Linked DNA regions of Mus musculus: region 2 is linked to region 1. Evidence: chromatin contacts called from public HiChIP or PLAC-seq data. All regions are on one chromosome and are shown on one strand. Each heading gives the region's core, a stretch centred on a gene start, on an enhancer-like site or on the middle of the called end of the contact. The rest is flanking DNA. Distances are from core to core; before and after follow the strand shown.

Region 1 (2,979 bases), core at 345-2,844:
AGAAAGGAACCAGGCAGGCAGGCAGGCAGGCTAGAGAAAGCCAACTCCTACTTAAGTCCCTCTCTCCAAGCATCCCCCTCCTGACGGGTTTCTTTCATCCCACCTTCTTTCTGTTGCCCTCCCATTTCCCCACAAGACTAATTTTTCTTCATTTTCCTTCTTCAACTTCAACTAGTCTCTCATGGAGGAATCACCCACCCTTAGTTCCCAGTTACAGGGAAGATGGCTGAAACAGCAAAGATCATCCTACCCATTCATTTTCCTGATGAGGACACCAAGCCCAGGAGCCCAGAACCCGTTCAGGGTACACCGCTAGGGGACGCTGTGTACAAGGAGGCTCTGATGTGGTTCTGCAAGTCACCCTTCTCAGCCTTTCCGCCTCAAACTGCTTCCCTCTCTTTCTACATTTTTTCCCTCAAATTCACACTCAAGACCAAAGAAAAGGAAAAATAAAATAGAATTTTAAAAAATATTAGAGCCCTGGTGATTATTATTCATGATGTTGCATCTGGAGGAACCAAGGGCAAAAACTAGATGCTATTACAGCTGTGTTTTAATGCAGCTGGCTGTGGTGCACGGGGCCTTAAGCGTAATGTTGATTCCTCTTCCTTGGTATTCATTCCATCTGAAAGAGACTATGTTCTTCCATTTTCTAAGACTTTGAAACCCGGACTTCTGACTTCATAGTCATGTTAGGTGAGCAAAAGACACTTACACAAAAGGATAAGCACGCAGCTCTGTCGAAACGAATAGAGGATTCCGCTTTAATAACTAGCTACCTTCTTCTAGTTGCAGTTAGCAATAGGTATCTCTGACGATGGGTATAGCTTAAGAGTAAAACTTTTCACAAGCCAGTACTCGCTGGAAACCCACATGGAAGGAAAGCTCCGAAGATTTCAACTAAAAAGAAAAAAAAAAGAAGAAGAAGAAGAAACACAGGCGAAAGGAAGAAAGAAAACGGGAGACGAGGAAGAAAGGACTGAGAAAAGAGACAGTCTAGGGCCCCAGCCTGGAAGCAGCAACAAGCCCTGGGTGCCTCACATCAAAGACCAAATGGCAGCAAAGAAAAACAAGCCTAAAGTTTAAAACCATTCACAGTAAAGTCTCCCTCCCTACAGGAGCAAACAGCCGATCAACCCATTCAAGCAAAATCAGGTTTTTCCCCGCCTTGCATTTCCCAGGTACAGACTAAGCCTAGGGCGGCTTCAAGGAAACTTCAGTTTAAATTCCTTAAACTCAAGGGACGACAAAGTCTCTGGTGAGCAGTGAACTGAGCGCGGGACGCGCGGACACCCGAGCCATCTAAGTCGTCGGGGACGCGGCACCAATAAACTTGGGGAGCCCCTTGCCAGCCCTCTCGCGTCCCCAACCCGATCCAGGTAAGCAACAGGAGGCCACCTACGTGTCACTTGGACGGACCCTGGGGCGCACTGACCTGGCCAAAGGTCGGGAGGGCCGCCCGGGCGGCTGCGGCGACTTCCCTCCCGGGCTGAGTTCCACCGGCTGGTGCGGGAGGCCAGGGCAGCCTCGCCTCCTGCAGGCGGCCTCACACACGCGCGCACACCCACCCACTCCGGGCCCGCGGGCGCGCGCACTCAGGCGCTCACGCGCACGGCTACAAAGCGGCGGGTGGTGGGACAGTGCGAGCCGATCGCGCCGATGGGAGGCGGGGCGGTCGCCACCCGCGCCGCGCCAAGGGACACCCGGCCGCCGTGTCTTTACCTGCTAGGTCCAGCTCCGCAGTTCACGCAGCCGCCGGGCCAACCCAACCCAAGCCTCACCCCAGCACAACCCGGAGCCTACGGAGGGCAGCACTGTGCTGGAGGACAAGAGTCACAACTCCCGGGGCTTTACTGCCGCCCAGTTCCAACTTCCCGGGCTCAAGGAACAGGCAGGCAGCAGAAGAGGCACGGGTGCCAGCCTCCTTACCTCTCCTCCTTCTGGCGCTTTCTGCCACATCCACAGAGCACAAGTCAGAAACTCCCCGCACCCCAAAGCGCCTTTCCTCCCAAGCCGCTCTGCTCTCCTTACCTGCGTGGCACCCACAGCGACTCTGCCTCCTGTGGTCCCCTCCCCCAGTCATTCACTGAACTTCCCGCGCTGCTGCAGGTCGGGGAGGGGGTGGGGGTGAGGGGAGCCTAAGCTTTTCATTCAGTACCTTCGCGGCGCTCCCTTGACCCTCCACAGCAGACACACCCACCTCCGTCACCCCTGGCCCCTCCTGTGCTCACCCCAGCGCCAGGCCTCTTGCAGAGCTTTGGTGGACGCCCTGCATGGTGCATGCTTTGTTGCTGTCCCCTCCTCATTTGAAAAGCCCTGGAAACCATCACAGAGCCTGGGGAAAACAAGAAAAGAAAGGGGGGGGGGGGAGAGAGAACTTGGTGTATGGCCTCCTCCGAGTTGAGTTTCTAAACTTTTTCAGGCAGCACACAAAGTTTCAACCAGCACAGCCCTGTACTTCAGGCCATAGAAAAGCAATAGTTGGCTTTGCAATTGCAAATCAAAGCGAGCGTGCCTTTGTGTCCCTAGAGCTATGATTATAAATTTCTCTTCAGCTAGGAGTGTAACTTTCCAAGGGCAAACTAAGATTTTTCATAGGGCAATTAAGGGCAGGGAAGGCACACCTGGAAGTGTAGGCGGAGGCAGGACCTAAGAATCATTTTCTGGAGACTTCCATCTCAGAAGCCTTACCATCACTCAGTAGTAGATGCGGACAGAGAGAGAGGACTCTCCAGCCGGTCTTCACCCACCTGCTTCACACTCCAGGCCCCCAGGGTGTGTTGAGTCATCAGAATTTTCTGCCTCAACCCACAGCGGAGTCCTCCACACATCAAAAGCAGATGCCTGGGAGTAAAAGCCTGAGGGACATCTAGGGTTGTAGTACCACAGAAAAGCAGGACTGGCTGGCGGCACCGTAGCTGACAGAAAATGAAAGGCAGCGAGGGAGTGGATGGACAACCCCTTGCTTCGTACAAAGAG
Region 2 (2,979 bases), core at 325-2,824, 94 kb after region 1:
TCTGGATAAATAGTAAGCATGTCCAATAGTTAATAACACATTTAATATGAAAACTTAAAACTTGTGTTTTCCCTTGTCATTAATAACTCTAAATAATAAAAAGTATTGTTAAAACTTCTAAACCCTCCCCCTTCTGCTGGATATATATGTTGTTTTGTGTTATTAGTTTGCTAGCTCTAACTTCAAGGCTAAAAAGCCCCACATGATCCAGGCCTGGCTCTCTCCACTGCTCCATTCATCTTCCACATGGAGTTACCTTGATCTTTGAACTCTCCAGTTGTGTCACGATGTCCTACTCCATAGTTTTCACAGGTATAGCTAGTCCTTATATTGTGCATTACAATTAAGAAGTTTTCATTGTTCCTTGTATTCTGTAAACATAAAATTTCAAATATACATAGCCCTGGACAGATACTAATCTCTACCAAGCAGAGGCTATAGCTGTCGACTCTGCTCAGAATGCAGCAGTCACAGGAGTCAACACTGTCCCTAGAATACATCAGGGGTTTTAGGTGTAAGCCCATAAATAATCACATAATGTCCTGATTGCTTTAGCCATTGGATTGCCATGTTGCTTGGGTTGTCATTTAAGTGTTTTCTTTTTATACAACTTCAATTTCCTCATTATGTCTTCTAACACTCTCCTAGGACTAATAAGTTGTTCAATGCAACCCATACTTTTCCTTAATTTGGCACCCTTACTTATTCTACTAATTCTTTAACTTATTCCTTGGAAATTTTCTTTTAACGAGGTCTCTTTGTGCAAACCACGCTGGCCTCCAACTCATAATCCTCCTGCCTCAATCTCCCCAGGGCTGGGATTTCAGTCTCTCCACCAGTTGTAATGTTCTTATTACCAAACTGCAGTAGTGAGCAATAGCGCCACGGAGTTCTCACTGTGACTTTGTTTTCATCCTAACCTTCATTCATGACACCCCAATGCTGATCAATGCATAATACGATGCTTAAAACTTGTGTCATCTCCTATTTTTACAATCTTCCCACACTCAAATGGTTTGCTTGTATTTTAAAAACATTAACCTCTCTGCCTTTTGGTGTCTGCTATTTTATGGAGGTTTCACTGTAACTTAAGGTGCTCACACACATAGATTCACTTAGCTTTAAATAGAACTGAGTAAAACTGAGTGAGGGTGATGACTTTCCTTTCACTGGTGTGATTGTCAATGCTGGCAGCCTAACCTAGAATCACCTTGAAAACAAATCTCTGGGCCTGGGTCTGATGGCTTGTTGTTGTTGTTGTTGTTGTTGTTGTTGTTGTTGTTGTTAAGGTTTATTTATTTTATGTATGTGAGTACATTTTTGCCGTCTTCAGACACACCAGAAGTGGGCATCAGATCCCATTACAGATGGTTGTGAGCCACCATGTGGTTGCTGGGAATTGAACCTCTGCGGCATCTCTCCAGCCCCTAAACCTCATAGGATTTTTCTAAATTAAGTTCACTGAGGTGGGAAGACCCAGGCTAACTGTTGGACTGATAAAAAGGAGCCGCAAGCTGAGCACCAGTGTTCGCTATTTCTCCACTCCCTCACGGCAGGTGTCATGTGACCTGCGGGTGTCACGTGACCAGCTGCCTCCTGCTGCTGCCACCATGCCTTTCTTGCCATGATGCACTGTACCCTCAAATTGTGAGCCAGAATTAACCCTTTCTCCCTTCCTTCCTTCCTTAACTTGCTTTTGTCAGGCATTTTCTCCCAGTGACACACAAGCTGATGCCCCTGGGCTGTGAAGGAATGGAAGGCCCTGGACTTCCTGGCAGGACACAAAGGCAGAGGCTTGCTAACTGTGAAATGTAAATCCATTCCTGAAACTTGATGACAGGATATGAGCAACATGATAGGCTCGGCTCCTGGAGGTGCTGAGAAGGAGAAATCCATTTGTGTTTATCAAGCCTGGGAATACCCCTATTTTCCAAAACTGCCTTTCATCTACCGACTTGACTGTTGTTCTCTGCCATTGTTAGTGTGCTTTGGTTGACTGTTGCAGATCGTAGTTGAGCTCTGAGGTACTTTTATACAGAACTATAAAGGTGTTTGTAATTAAACTGTGGTGGTCTGAAGAAGCCAGTTAAGAAATAGCATAGTTTGGGGCCCGACTCATTAGGTAAGAGTACTCACTTTGAAAGCATGTGGGTCTGAGTTCAAATCCCCATCAGCTACTCCATAAAAGCTGAGCATGGCTGACCATACTGGCAACCCCAGCACTGTGGGACAGAGATGGGAAGATCTCAAGCCTCCACCTGCAATAGCACACACACATCACACACAATTAAAAGCCAACCGCATTTTGACTAACAATCAGACACAGGCCTGAGAGACTTCCAATCCCAGGCATACAGCAAACACAAGGCCTACTCTGGGGAATATAAAATTCTTCTATAGGGAGTTCTTGAGACATCAGAGGGGTGTGGGGATTCTAGGAAAAGGCTCATCACTCTATAGTCAGACACAGTGATGGCTCAGATCCTCTCCTTCAGACTTAAAAGGAAATAACACATGTGACAACTGTCAAGGTCAGCCACCTCTGGGTTACAAACCAATAAATCCATTTAACAACAGTCGGTTAGACAGAGTCTGCTTGACCAGATGTCACGACTTCCTGCCACAAGGTCATGTGATCACTACTATGGCTCTATTGCAAAATATGTGCTATTAATAACTTTTCTTTAAAATCCACCAAACATAGGTGCAAGTAATTTGGCATTTTAATACCTGACAATATGTATAAAGAGCCATGAAATATTTGTGTAATTAAGCCTTGAAGTTCTATGTAATAAGAACTTTTTAAAATAACCTGAAAGGTTCAACATGTGAAGGAATTTGCCAACAAGTCTGATGAGCTGAGTTCATCCCCAGGACCCACACAGTGAACCAAGAGAAGTGACTCCTGAGAGCTGTCCTCCGATCGACACGCTACAACACACATGTGATTCCAACACATACACAAAGTAAATATATGTA

What was found. HiChIP or PLAC-seq counts read pairs in DNA pulled down with a chosen protein or histone mark.
Region 2: a contact with region 1 is called in an H3K27ac HiChIP or PLAC-seq map of acute myeloid leukemia, with 3 times the contacts expected there. The contact joins the enhancer-like site here to the promoter of Lpar1 in region 1. A contact is called at or near these places in 7 of 39 promoter capture datasets (the 3T3-L1 cell line, cranial neural crest, frontonasal cranial neural crest and 3 more), 3 of 15 datasets of contacts at CTCF or cohesin (the NIH/3T3 cell line, large pre-B cells and pro-B cells), 10 of 484 Hi-C or Micro-C datasets (the HPC-7 cell line, cortical glia, cortical neurons and 7 more), 7 of 115 datasets of contacts at active chromatin or transcription factors (acute myeloid leukemia, bone marrow-derived macrophages, craniofacial prominence and 3 more) and 2 of 9 other capture datasets (adipose tissue and liver).

What each region holds. Positions count from the first base shown.
Region 1 is chr4:58,551,699-58,554,677 of GRCm38.p6, forward strand. Lpar1 (lysophosphatidic acid receptor 1) reads right to left here and starts at 1,595. Exons shown (of 4, transcript NM_172989.1): 1 at 1,436-1,595.
Region 2 is chr4:58,645,442-58,648,420 of GRCm38.p6, forward strand. No RefSeq gene overlaps it. Among named protein-coding and RNA genes, the nearest start is that of Lpar1, 94 kb to the left of the region's middle. Within about 2 kb of position 1,575, at least 35 of the 459 cell types and tissues checked have an H3K27ac peak or open chromatin away from gene starts, as enhancers often do. A contact at or near this core is called in the HPC-7 cell line, acute myeloid leukemia, pro-B cells and 1 more, where this site is marked.